2 separate regions of the Mus musculus genome follow, and region 2 is linked to region 1. The links are chromatin contacts, called in public HiChIP or PLAC-seq maps. All regions are on one chromosome and are shown on one strand. Each heading gives the region's core, a stretch centred on a gene start, on an enhancer-like site or on the middle of the called end of the contact. The rest is flanking DNA. Distances are from core to core; before and after follow the strand shown.

The links. HiChIP or PLAC-seq counts read pairs in DNA pulled down with a chosen protein or histone mark.
Region 2: a contact with region 1 is called in an H3K4me3 HiChIP or PLAC-seq map of craniofacial prominence, with 4 times the contacts expected there. The contact joins two enhancer-like sites. A contact is called at or near these places in 2 of 484 Hi-C or Micro-C datasets (CD4 T cells and the N1E-115 cell line), 15 of 115 datasets of contacts at active chromatin or transcription factors (the NIH/3T3 cell line, cardiomyocytes, craniofacial prominence and 11 more) and 1 of 9 other capture datasets (embryonic stem cells).

What each region holds. Positions count from the first base shown.
Region 1 is chr4:148,767,142-148,774,278 of GRCm38.p6, reverse strand. No RefSeq gene overlaps it. Among named protein-coding and RNA genes, the nearest start is that of Gm42350, 14 kb to the left of the region's middle. Within about 2 kb of position 2,553, at least 46 of the 459 cell types and tissues checked have an H3K27ac peak or open chromatin away from gene starts, as enhancers often do. A contact at or near this core is called in the N1E-115 cell line and craniofacial prominence, where this site is marked.
Region 2 is chr4:149,044,542-149,051,329 of GRCm38.p6, reverse strand. All of the region lies in intron 2 of Pex14 (peroxisomal biogenesis factor 14), which reads left to right. Among named protein-coding and RNA genes, the nearest start is that of Gm42351, 37 kb to the right of the region's middle. Within about 2 kb of position 3,734, at least 78 of the 459 cell types and tissues checked have an H3K27ac peak or open chromatin away from gene starts, as enhancers often do. A contact at or near this core is called in the N1E-115 cell line and craniofacial prominence, where this site is marked.

The DNA.
Region 1 (7,137 bases), core at 1,304-3,803:
TCATCTCCATCCAAGCCCTGGGTTAGCAGCTTTGCTTCTGGAGGCTTCTTCTCCCTCCCCTTTCCTCTTCCCTTCCCTTCCCCCAACCCTCCTGTGCCTTCTTTCTCTATGAGTGTGTATGTGCTCATGTGTAGGTATCACCTTGCTTGCTTCTCCCTGGGATTTATCACCGTGTGTGATGAGCCAGGCTGAAATCTTCCAAAGAACAATGACCGTGTGTGTTATCAGTGACCCCTCCTCCACCGCAGAATTGTGACCACAGCACAGAGGCAGGACATTTCCACAAACCCTTAGCACCACACATCAGAAGGCCCCCAGCAACCTCAAGGTAGGCAGAGACCCACATAGAAGGGGAATAGCCCATCTAAGCCCTGGGTTAGAAGGACTTCACTCTAGAAGAGGACGCTCAGGAGGGCCTTCCCCATCTCCTGGCATCTGCAAGATGAATTCATATGTAGACACCTACATTGCCTGCTCTGCTCTGAGTACCATGGGTCAGGCCCACCACAGGGTGGGAAAGCCATCTCTTTCTGGGCACGGTACTCAGGGCCTTTCCCAACCCAGCCCAACTGCTTTTTGTATCAGAAATAAACACATGTTAATAAAAGGTGATGATGCCAGGTGACGGGCGCTGCACGCCCACTGTGTGAGGTCATCTCCCATAGACTGTTACCTCATCTAGCCCCGGCTTGATTGACATGTTCATCCTCAGTTTAAGGTCGGTGACAAAAAAAACTAATATGTCTTAGGATGGAGCCGAGACCTGGGCCCAGGTGACTCTCCTTCTAGGCAAACTCTAATCTTAGAGGACCTTGGCAGCTCTCTCCCTGAGGTCCCTGAGCCAACGCCAATTTACCCTTTCAGATTCTCCCAAACGTTTTCTCAGTGATGGCTGTCATCTGGTAGAGGGCTTGCCTAATATGCCCCACACGAACTGGGCATGGCAGCTCCCCCTGTAATCCCAGCCCTGGGAAGACAGAAGCAGGAGGACCAGGAGTCTGAGATCATCCACAGCCACATGTTTGAGGCCAGCCTGGCCCATATACAGCTCTGTCTCAACGGGGAGAGATAAATGGCTAAAAGGTGTCTGCTGCACAAACCTAACAACCTGAGTTCGAATCCCTGAGATTTTTGCAGAATCTGGACACTATGGTGCATGTCTGTAACTCCAGCAATCCTTCAGTGAGGCTAGAGACAGGGGTTGACGAATTCCCCCAAAAGCTAGCAGGCCAGTGAGCCTGGGGCACCCAGCTGCGCTGGTTAGTTTTTATGTAACCATAGAGTCACCTTGGAAGAGGGAAGCTCAATTGAGGAACTTCCCAGATCAGATGGGCCTGTGGCCACTGCTGTGAAAGAGTATCTTGACTTATGACTGATGGGGAAGGGCCAAGCCCACTGTGGGTGGCACCATCCCCAGGCAGGTGGGTCTGGGTTGTGTAAGAAAGCTAACTGGGTACAAGCCAGATAACCGGCCAGGACACAGCACTTCCTGGACTCTGCTTCAGTTCCTGCGTGAGCTCGCTGACTTCTCTCGGTGATGGACTGTGACCTGGAAGTACAAGCTGAAGCAAGCCCTCTCCAGAGCTCTTTATCACAGCAACAGTGATAAAGCAAACGCCAGTGCAGCAGAGAGACCCTGCCTGCCTCAAAAGCAAAGGTGGACTGGGCAGTGGTGGCACACACCTTTAATACCAGTACTCAGGAGCCAGAGGCAGGTGGATTTCTGAGTTCGAGGCCAGCCTGGTCTACAGAGTGAGTTCCAGGACAGCCAGGGCTACAAATAGAAACCCTGTCTTAAAAAAAAAAAAAAAAAGCAAAGCAAAGGTGGAAAGCTGGCAGAGACGTTCTGCCTAACCACTTAGTTCAGTTCCCAGAACTCATATGGGTGAGAGGACTCCCAAAAGTTGTTCTGTGACCTAAAAAGATGTCACAGCATGCACATACTTGAACACACACACACACACTAAAAATTTAAAAGCCATAAAGGACCCAAGGTTATCACTGCATCATTCATTCATTCAACTCATTCATTCATTCTTTCACATGCCTTTGCTGAGCACCCACTATGCTGAGTACTGTCTTCTGTTATCCTCCAGGGGTCCCTAAGTCCCAGTGACCCCCGAGAGATGGAAGCTGGGTCAGGGAAAGAGGGGGCGCTCCACCTAGTATCGTGCATCTCCACTCCCTCTGATCAGTCATGCTTCCTAATTCAATAAGGTGAGAAGGAGTATAATTTGATCATATTTGTTTTGCACCACTGCAAAAACAGAAAATGAAGGGCTGCACAGCCGCGCCGATTTACTTCATCCGACCTTGATTAAAAGAAAATTAATTGTCGCATCTCTCAGGATATCACAGGCAGCAGCCAATGGCTCTCCAGGACACCACAAAGAGAGAGAAAGAGCGGCGCTTCGTGCCCTTTTCTCTAGCCATTTGCAGTCAGGCACAGGGGAGCTAGGACTGGGGGGCGAGGCTTATTGCAGGTTGTTGAGACCGGAACCGGACCCCTGAACTCATCCTTTCCTCTCTCACTAGCTCTGGACTGCATCCACTCCCACCTGCTGCCCGGCGCTGGTACTCCACCCCCAGAGCCCTCCACGGAAGCTCCCCCAAACCCTTAGAGCTCCCTCTTCCCTAAGACTGGCAGGTGTCCCACAAAGAAACCCCAAGAAGACACTCTCAAAGAATCAGGACCCCTCCAGCTGCGTCCTCACTCTTTCAGCCCAGCCTGGCTCCTGAGAGAAATAGGGAAGGAGGGGGCTTGGCGCTGCCCGGGGTGAGCCGGGGCGGGGTGTCACTGGGGAGAGAGCTCATGAAAAGTTAATGCCCCCTTGCAGGTTGTTGATTTTTGTTTGTTTTTCTCTTTTTGCCAGAAGAGAAGCCTCTTTCATTAGCCCAGACTGTCATTACCCGGCATTAAATTTTCATAGAGCGGGGCGGGAGGCCGGGCAAGGGGAGGCAGGCAGGGGGGCAGCCAGGGCTCTGGGCGGGCCTGTGGGGCTGAGCCCAGCTCCCCGAGGTCCCTGCCTGCATACTGCAAGTCTGAATTGTAGTAACTGCTTTTCCCCATCGCTCAGTGTGGCTTTTGATCTTCCAGCTGCTCATTTTGGTGGCTTCTTCTCTTATTCCCATTTTACAGTCAAGAAATTGAGGGTGCACCCCCTCCCTCTATCGGGGCTGAAATCGTAAGTGGAAGAGGGGACAAAGCGTCCCCCTTCATTCTGGCAAACGGAGATACAAACTGTGATTGGGGTACTTAACCCCCCCCCCCCACACACACACACCGTGAGAGCACGAGGGACCTGGAACTCCTTAGCCCAACTCCAGGAGGCTGGTAGGCAGTTCTGCTCAGCCAGGCTAGGATCGCCATGCTTGTGGGCCCTGCGACCCGCCAGGCAGGTGTCAAGACCATCACAATGGTGCACCTGGTGTGGGCACCAGGCCTGCCCATTCAGCAGGGAACAATCACGGCTAGGCTGCCTCTGGCACAGAGGCCTCCAGGGGCTGTGAACCGAGGGCAGTGAGCAGATGGGCCTCCGGGTGTCAGGTTTCCAGTCTAGGGTAGGGAGCAGGATCTCTAGAGGGGCAGAGGGGAACAGCCAGGCTTCTCCCAGGCCCGCGGCCCCTCCCCTCCCTGCCTCTGGTCCCAGAGTAGGTGGGCATACTGACTGCCTACCACCTCCTAGAGAGGGACACAGAACCTAGCTGGGACTGAGGTTGCCAGGGGGAGATGCCTGTGTGCTTCTCAGCTGGGGGATCATACAAAGGCTGGACTCTATAGCCATCCGGGTTCCAACTACTCCCGAGAACTCTCTGTTTGTCCCCTCCCACGCCCCCCCCCCCCGCCGCTGTAGTCAAAGGGGGCTACAGCTTGAGAAAAGTGGGCAGTCTCAGAAGAGACCAAGCATGCCAGGCAGAGGGGCCAACAGGTAGGTGGTAAAGAGTCCTGCCTTGTGGGTGCTGCTGTTGGGACTAGAATGAGGTGGTACACTCAGCATAGGGTGTTCACACTGCCCACATGTCATTCGAGTGGGTTTCCAGTAGCCTCTGGGAATACCACTTTACAGTGAGAAGTTCTGCCTTGTGACAGTTCTGCCCTCCTGTCCTGGGAACCTTCTGGGTGCCTTCTAGGGGGCTGTTGGGTGTCTATTTCCTTCACCCTGACAGTAGTTTATCCTTCATCAGAAAGTAGGGCAGAGACACTGGAGAAGGAACATGTCCCCTCACCAGCTATGCTCTGCCCAGCTGAGTCCTACTAACTCTGACCTTGACCTCAAAGCACCAGGGATCTGTGGGGTTGGAAATGGGAGACCTGAGAATGGATGGGAGAGAGTCCTAGCCGCTTGTGTTACAGAGAGGAAACTGAGGCCCGGAGAAGGTTATATCATCCCTGACCCGAGTGTTTGCAGCCATGCAGTGGGAATGGGGCCCAAATGAGCGTAGAGAGCCAATCACTGCCCTGTCAAGGACAGAGGTGGTGATGAAGTCCTTGTGTCCACACTCCCAGACCAAGGCCTAAGAACACAGTCACAGAGATTATGTTGGAAGTCTGTGTGGGAACTTCCTAATGTCCAGCACACCCCGCAACACACCCCACTCCACCCCCTGCCGATGGAAAGCAGTTCTCAGGAGTGTGTGAGGGAGCCCATGGTATCTTGTTTAGAGGAAAAGAACGTGAGGCTTGCTGGAAAGGGTGGCTGTTCACTTCCACGCCACTGCTGTAACTGCATATTGGGGGCGATGAGATATCACGTAGCCTGGGACCTGTGGGTCCTGCACGATATCTGGGTTCAAGCGCAGGCTTTGTCTCTTCCTAGAGCACCACCCCAGGCATTTGAATTATTGCCCATGCCTGAGTTCAGTCATCTATAAATAGGAAGAGTAATGACCAAAGGCCTGACTTCATGGAGTTGGTAGGAAGACTTGGCAAGACTGTCCTAAAGGCCTCTCCACCTGGCATGGGAGAGGGGCCCAAGGTCGTCGTTCTCGTCGTTGTCGTGTGGGCAAATACAATTAATAGTGTTTGGTGACCCTCACGGGAACATGTCATCTGCAGGAAGAGTCATGGGAAACGGCTGGGGAGGCAAAGAGTTTATACAAGTAGTGTAGAGGAGGTAAGATTTGAACTCAAGCCCACCTCATTGCTGAGGGTTTTGAAGCCTCTACGACACACTGGAGAGTAAACAGTGATAGAATAACCAGGCAGCTCCCAGACCCCTCCAGGGTCCAACAGGCTCTGAGAACCTCCCCACGGGTGGGCTGGGAGCCTAACGATGTCCAGCTCACTCTGCTGTGGGTATGGCCGTGGATGATGGGTAAGGGAATTCCTGCTCCCAGCCTGACTAGGTCCCCTCCCTTCCTTCCCCAGCACAGCGTGGCACTGTGGTATGCTCATTCTAGGAACAAAGGCAACCCGGGCACATCCCCACTTCCTGGCGGTGTTGATTATCTAATTCACTACCCCTCAATTACTGCTTCCTGAGGGAGGCATTATCCCAAAGCACCTCCCGCCCAGCCCAGAGGCTGGCACGGCTGCTTGTGGTGCGCCACCCCCACCCCCCCCCAATCAGGAAAACCCACAGCAAACTAGCCCAGAGTCTGACCGCCAGTCCCCCTGGGCAGCCTTCTGAAAGAGGACTGGATGATACACAAGTGCACAGTCAGGGATAAGTGTGCACAGGCATGTCTCCTGTGAGGATGTACAGAGTAACAATTGTAAGGTCACTTGTGTATATGAACGAATGTACAAATTTGAGGGTACAGATGTATATGTGCGTGTAAGAATGAGTGTGCGCCGTGCTGAAGCGTGTACAACGAGTGTTCAAGTATATGAGTAGGTCAGGAATGCAAATGATTGTGTCAAAGTTTGTGCAAGTAATGGATAGGTATGTGATCATTCCTGTATGCATGAGTGTGTGTTGGGCTGAACATGAGTGTGAGAGTGTGGCTCAGTGAGTGTAGACAGAACTAGCTGAGACTAGGACAGGTGAAGGAGGCTCCCCTGGCTCCCAAGCACGAAAGCCCAAGGGGGGCTGTTAGCTCATAGAGGGCTTGGGGACCGAAGATGTCCTGTCCGTGCTAGACTCAAAGCTCCCCTCCTTCCTCTCAAAGGGAAAAAGATCACCAGGGCAGGTGGTCCTGGCTGGTTGCAGATGCAAAAAGACTCCGTGCTTATTTGCATCTTCATTTGCATATATTTCCATAGGGCCTACTGATTGGTTATTTGAAAGCCTCCCAAGAACCTGTCTGTTTGCAATGGTTTTGCCTGGAAAAAAAAAAGTTGCTGATTGGGCTCTGCTTTACCGAAGGCCGAGAAGAGCCTCCTCCAAGGGCCGATTCTAACTGGGAAGCAGGCCCTTGGACAGTGCTCCCTGGTACAGAACAAGAAACAGTTCTGTTGTGTCACCTGACCTCAAGAATGTGTGCATTGCCTTCTGCCAATTATGAACAAGGTGTGAGGAGAGGACAGATCAGGTGCCAGCTGCCCAGGCTTCTCAAATGTCCAGGCTATGGGTATCTAGCACTTCTACCTGGACCCCTAGGCCTGTGGCCAACCCTAAAGGTGGTTAAGAAAACCGAGGGGTGGAGTGGGTGGGTAGGGGAGTGGGGGTGGGTGGGTATGGGGGACTTTTGGTATAGCATTGGAAATGTAAATAAGCTAAATACCTAATAAAAAATGGAAAAAAAAAAAGAAAACCGAGGGTCTCTATGTCCAGCTATCACCACTGAGACAGTTTAGGGCACGGGGTCCCTCCTAACGTCAGGGCTAGACATTGGCTGTGCACTGGCTATGCAACTTGGAGTATATAGACTTAGGCCAGGTCTTTGAGTCCCCAGCCACCTAAAGGGAAGGTTGCAAGGTCCCAAAGAGGAGGAAAAAGGTTCCCACCAGAAGGGGGAGTGTGTGTGTGTGTGTGTGTGTGTGTGTGTGTGTGTGTGTGTCTGTGCACACAGTTTGATGTAAATGCAAATTGTCAAATGCATGACAGTCTCTGGGATGCGAAGGGAAAGAAACCTGTAGCATAGAATGTGCATTTGTGTGTTGTGAGCACCTCCTCAGGTGTCAAGGAAAACCACTTTTAAGGTGAAAGTCCTAAATTCCCACATTGCTTTTGCCTGGCCATTAATGGCCTCATT
Region 2 (6,788 bases), core at 2,485-4,984, 280 kb before region 1:
ATTAGAAAATCTGCTTGAGGTGTTATGTGTGTGTGTGAGTGTATGTGTGTTGTTTTGTTTTAAATAGTTTGCACCTTCATAGTAAAAAGGGCCCCTGGCACAGGTCAGACAGTGGGTGTGAGAACCACGTGTGCCTTCCTTACTTCAGTACCTTTAACTTGCGAACATCAGAGGTCCCTCTGTGTTGGACAGTTTGGATGGGACACTTAGGAAGTTGTCTACAGACATGGGACTTGTGTTAGGGACTGTATTATTAGCATGTATGACCTGGCCATGAACTTGTTTCATGGGATATGTGGGACATCTGATGTCTGCTGCCCCATCCCGGCAGAGAGAGTCGGTTCCAATAGAGAACCCATTTCTGCCTGCTGTCTTGGCCTGGGTGTGCTGAGGGAACAATTCCCTCCCAGAGGAGCTGCTCACAGCTCGCCATCCGAGTAGTGCATTTCCAATTCCTATGTTGTACTCTGGTTTGAAAATCCTCGAGCCGGCCAGCATTCTCTGCCGTGAACCACACTCTGCGTGCAGAGTCACACTGCTGCTTTACTCTGCAGAGGGCCAGGAAGTGCTCTAGAGCGACAGCAGGAGTCAGGACTTGGTTGTCTGGTGTCGGCCACAGGTCTGCTGCTTGGTGGAGCTGCAGGTGATCTTTAGCTGTCCAAATCTGCCATTTCTAACTTTTGCTATCTTTAATTAACTAATTAATTTTCTTTAACATGTATGAGTGTTTTGTCTGCATGTTTGTCTATGTACTACTTGTGTGCCTGGTGCCTGCAGATGCCAAAAGAGGGTTGGATCCCCCAGGAATTGGAGTTATAGACAGTTGTGAGCCTATCTATGAGTGCTGGGAATGGAATCCAGTCCTCTTAACTGCTGAGCCATCCATCCATCTCTCTAGCCCCAGATTCTTGGAACTTAAGCTATTTGTAGGCTGTGGCAGCTCCTTTCTGTATTCAAACCTTAGTTGTCGATGCTTTAGTCCCTTTCCCCCTTAGCTATCTGTCCGAGGTACCAGTTAATGACTCCTCAGAAGGTTTTAGCTTATACAGATATTTCAGCACACTCCTGCAGTCTCAGCATCTTGGCAGGCCGAGGCAGGAGGCTATGAATTCTGAGCCTGCCAGTGCATGTAATGGAGACAACATTTCCCGATGCCGACATTCTCTCCCGTGGAACACACAAGCCCATCTTGCCCTGTGATCAGCAGGTGTCAAGCCCTCCAGAGGGAGTGCTTCACATGCCACCTGGTAGTCATTTATTTTGTGTCCAGCCCCAGTGATGACTTAATCCTTAAGGTTGCCACTTTCAGGGACACAACCTTTCTTTGTTCCTGTCACAGCTTAGTCATGCATGACAAGAGAGAACTTGGCCCAGACTTGAGAAGTGGGAGCTGCAGTAGTTCTCTATGAGCCAAGCTCTTGAGCTCCTGAGCGGAGCAGTAATTGGGAAAGCATAACATTTAGCGAGCAGCAGAGAGAAGGAACCCAGGTATCATCAGGAAGGTCCTGGGGCCGGCCTGCTGCATAGCTTTAGTGCTGGTCTCCAGCTCGCCGCTCTCCTTAGGAGCATCAGCACCGTGGACACTGAGTCATTACATTCCTTTGCAGTGATTCAACTCAGCAGCTTGACACCTTCATTAATTTTACAACACAAAGCCTGGGTGTTTTCTGCTTCCTCTTTAGCAGTGCAGGGAGTTAGAGGGGCTGCGGACAAGAGCAGCAAGGAGCTATGGAGAGATGCTGCTCTGGGCTTTGAGTGCCTTGCTCTTGTTGGTGCTTCCCGGGATCAAGTCTCCGACTCTTGCTACCACTCAGTTCTGGCGCGTAAACCTTTTATTTCTGTTCCTGGCATGCTAGCTCACCGACCTCCGGCTCAGAGCCAGCTCGTTTGCCTTCTCTGCTGAGGTCACTGCTACCGTGATCCGTGTATAATGGCATTTCCCTCCTCTTTTCAGTATGGAGGCTATTACAGTTTCCTCTCTAAACAGGACTTCAAACAATCCGCTGCCAGTCGGATTTCAAAGCCAAGGAAAAGGCAAATGTCATCCTTTTTTTCTCCCCTCTTTGGGTAACTGCTTTGTTGGCTGCATCAGAAATTAGAGGGGTTGCTGTGGAAATTCAGGTGGGGATGTGTGGGGACAAGGCATTTAAATTTGCTTTTCTTTCTGCCTAAAGGAGAAAATCCTTTTCCTTCTCAACCTTTCCTAAAAAGGAACTTTGATCTTCTCAGCCCAGAGGCCGGGGTTTTCATTTCCTCTATAGCCGGCTGGCGTGTTCCGCTCCTTCTGCAGTGAGGGCACTCAGTGGTGTGCAGCATCTGCAGCCCTGCCCCGCGGCTCGCCTGCCCCAGGCTCCAGCTGCCTCTGTGCAGTAAGTTGGCCCAGAGTCCTCTGCTGAGCAGGAAAATCTCTCCCAAGTCACCTGGTCCCTGAGACCACTGTCACTTGGTACTAAGTAGTGTGGGTGGTTTAAGATAGTTTACCGCCACATTCCTCTCTGGAAGAACTATTCCCATAAAACAACAAAACACTGGCATGTGACGGGGAGTCACTCTCGCAGTATTTTTAACTAGGGCCAAGGGGGGGGAAAATGTGAATGACAGAGAGATTTCACTTTGAAAGGTAGTTTTTGCACATGCAAAGTTGCCACTTTTCATAGAGGCTTTTACTTCATTTATCAATGTTTTAAGAGAGGCTGGGGTCAATAATGCATGCTTTAGACTCCCCTAAATACAGATTTACACAATAGCCCCTAAAATATATTATGTTGAATCACGTCAACTCCTCTCTGCTGCTGTTGCTGCTGCTGCTGCTTCTTTTTTTTTGTTTTTTGTTTTTTTGTTTTTTTTTTGTTGTTTTTTTGTTTTTGTTTTTCGAGACAATGTGTCTCTGTGTAGCCCTGGCTGTCCTGGAACTCACTCTGTAGACCAGGCTGGCCTCGAACTCAGAAATCTGTCTGCCTCCCAAGTGCTGGGATTAAAGGCATGTGCCACCACGCCCAGCTTTCCTCTGTGCTTCTACAGAGGTGTTTTATTCTTTAATGTGAAAAACAAAAGGAGCAAGGAAAAGAAAACAAAGGAAATTAGGGCTCACATGCATACATAATCACTACAGGGCTGGAACCCATCTCAGCAATAGGAAGGGCACAGTGACCACAACCAGGAGATCCCAGCTGAAAGGGAGAGCCCTTCCTTTGACTCTTTGAGCACCAGGGCACTTGATGATATCCATCCCTTCCTAAGTTCAGTTAACTGTCTTTAGTTCGTGAACTTCAGGGTTTTGTGGATAGACTTTCCTTTCTTTTATTTCCTTTTTACACGTTTAATATAAATTAAATATAAATGTGTGCACCCATGCTTGCATGTGCACGCTTGTGTGCTAATTTGTAGATAAATGGGCTAAAATGTACCTCTCGATTTTGTACCCCTTAGAGAAGGAGAAAGAATTAAAAAAAAAAGTCCTAAAACCCTGTCACTGTCATCTGTTCATTTTTAATGAGCAATTTTTTAAATAAAAGAGGAAAATGAATAGGTGTTGAACCAGCCCGTGATATGTAAATGCCAACTAGTAATTACCTAAAACCTCAATTTTCATTCTGTTTCATCTTGCAAAACATTTCATTTTCCCAGAGTGAAAACACTTAATTTGGGCTGTGTGAGTTAGCCACCTCTGTTAGCTGTGTGAGCGGCCACCTCTGGCCTGCGTCGCCACTGGCTCCTGCTAGGGGGCACTTTGGCTCTGTGCTTGGCTTCCTGACTGCATGTCCACCTCAAGGTTATTCCCCTCTTGCCATTCCAGTGGTTTTGCTCTGAGAGTGCGGTGGCGCCCCTCCCCCTCCCTCGTCTGGTTTCGGGGAGCCTGTTCCTCCTCGTCCTTGCAGCAAATCGTATTGAATTTTGGCTGACCGAGCCTTCCTCTGCATATTAACTTTCCCTCCTGTACCTGGCTGTGAGACCCTTGGCTTTTCTGCATTGAATTTCACACCCGGGGAAGCAGCTCTCTGGAAGATCCCTTTTTTCCTTTTAACTTCCCGATACATTGTTTCTATTTTTCTGTTTATTGCTGTGGTTCCTCGTGGAAATTGAAGTTCCCACACGTTGGCTCTGTTGGTGCACCTGCTGTCTGTTCCCACATTCCCTTTCTTTTGCAGGCTCACAGACTTTGCTTCTGCTTTGACTTGAGGTGTGTCATCTTTTAGATGTGTTCCTACAGTGTCTTGGAATGTGACTTGCGTTTGCCCCTGCTTCCTTCCCTTCCTAGCCTGTGTCCTAACTGAAAGAGTGAAGAATTGAGAAAGAATAGAGAGCCAAACACTGTGAACTATAGATCAGAGATGCAGAAAACCAGAATTATGTTGTCCTAGGACCCTGGATCTGAGTGTGCGTTGCCTAGAATCTCAAGGCACACAGCCTCTTTAGTGAGATATATGGCTTCATAATTAGCCCGTTGCATTTTTTCACGAGTGCTAGCATCAGCGTTCTCCGATGTGTTTCTCTGATTAACAGCTGCTTTGCAACTATTTCCTTGTGCCACGGATGACCGTATTTGTCAAGGAACTCCTGACAGAGTACTGATTTCTTACTAAAACGCAACATTTCTGCTTCACGAAGGCTCTCTCCTCAGCACTGCCCGGCTTTTAAAGTCAGCCCTTGTTAAAACTGGAGCTGGCTCTGCTCTAGCGCCTGTTACCATGATCCTGGGTGTCTGCCTTAGAGCTGGATCGAGGAGCCTTTCACAGGCAATTTAATCTTGTGAGCAGTGTGGGAGCAATGGGGCACTGGAGTGGAGTTTCAGGCCTGTGTGCTGGTCATTTCCCCCTGCCCTCTAGGTGCCATCTCTCTGGGTTAAAAAGGACGTGGCTTAAGGGTTGCTAAGGTCATTAATTTTTGAATATTTTTTAATATTTTAAGCTGGCTAATGAATGCTCACATTTTAGGAGATAGATGTGTGCGTAGTACACAGAGGTGCTGGAGTTGGTGGCATTCCAAATAAGTGTCACCAGAGAGAGTGCATCAGGGCTTACATGTCAGGTGCAGAGTGCCTGAGACTCCCTCAGTCCCTGAGTTTGTTGTTAGGCAGGCTCTGTCTCCTGTCCCCCTCACGAAGAAAATAACCTGTGTTCTGAAGATTACAGCGGATGGGTCTTTAGTGGGAGAATGGCAGACACGTAGGAAGTGTCTCCTCAGTGAAGGTTATCTGGATCCTGGCTCCTCCCCCAGGCTTTACTTACCCTGCACCCTGCTCAGAGTATCAGTATCACATAGCAGCAGCACCAGAGCGCATGGCGTGGTCACAGATCCTGGTCTCACAGACAGATCCTGCTCAGGGGGCCAGTCACCTTTAATCCAGAGGTGCTTTACAGCCTGAAACCTCCCCCACTTCCTCTCTCAGTGATTGTCACAGGCTCCACCCTAACCAAAGACTGCAGAGAGGAGAGTCTGTCTGTCTGTCTGTCCTTGTCACTTTAAAGGATAAGCAGTAAAATGACAAACTTTCCTAAAACCCTGGAGTTGGTGGGTGGCAGAGTTCCTTTGTTTTGCCTTTTGGGACAATGGGGGAAATGAGAAACTTTGCTTCTGATTGTTTTCAGAGTTCATCTTGAATTTTAAAAATCAAACTAGCTACTGCTAATTTGAGGTGCACTCATTAAGAACTCAGTCAGTCTAAGAGTTGGGGACTGGACTCCACAGCAAGCGGCCCAGCAATGGCATCAGGAGTGTTGTGCCTGGCTTCTCCGTGGCTCCCGCACTCCCACAGCATGTGCAGTAAAGTTCCCAGCTCCGTTTTACATCTTTGACATTGAGACGAAGATTTGGCCTGAATTTATGTAATTTAGTTGGGCACAAATATAACCCATGAATAGTCACATTCATCCTCTAATTAGAAAATCAAATGATAACCCAGGATAGGCCACAAACTCATTGAGTCCAACCAAAGCACGCTGTGTGTGTTGGACCTTTGAGAGGGAAGTCAGTTGAACTGTCCATGAAGTTAATGAAAAGTGCCCGACAGGAGACCCAGACTGAGCACCTGGACAGTTAGTGTAGTGGGGAAGACCTTTGCATTATGGGTAAGGAGTTTTGGGATATCTTTTACCATCAACACATGAATCACAGGGCTATAAAATTCTAGATCAGACAAAGTTCTTTACCACCCTCCCCGCCCCCACCCTGTCAGTGTGCTAGTGTTTTGTGTGTGTGTGTGGGGGGGGAGTGAAGAGTGGTTGGAGAAATAATTAGAGAAAGGAGGAGAGAGGTTTGTGTGCTCACACTTACACATAGCTGTGTAGCTGGGTATCTTATTCAGCACATTACGTTGAGGCTATTAGTTTGGGTGCTTTATATTTTTGCATCTGGTGTAGTGATATCGATGCTGTTAAATATGTGATTTGCCTGTCGCCTGCATTTTCAGACAAAGATCAAGGGGAACATAAACAAGCCTCAAAAACACTTTATGTAGGTGTTTGGCAGTATTATTTTATATGACTTGAAATTAGTGAGTGGAAACTTTAAAAGAAATTGTTCATATTTTTGCAAGTTTGAAGTGTGCCGGGACTTTGTCAAATTCCCGTTAAAATAAATACGTCAATTTCATCTCCCTTCCAAATTCATTTATCTTGCTTTTTTAAAAGGTGTTTTCTACTTTACCTGATGTTTAAATTGGATTCGCTCGTTTATGCTGTTCTTTGCTATATCCCCCACGTTTTCCTTAAATGAATTACTAATGGCAGAGCACTCCATCATCCCTCTCTGCAGCCACTTTAAGGAAAGCATGGTGATCTAAACCTTTT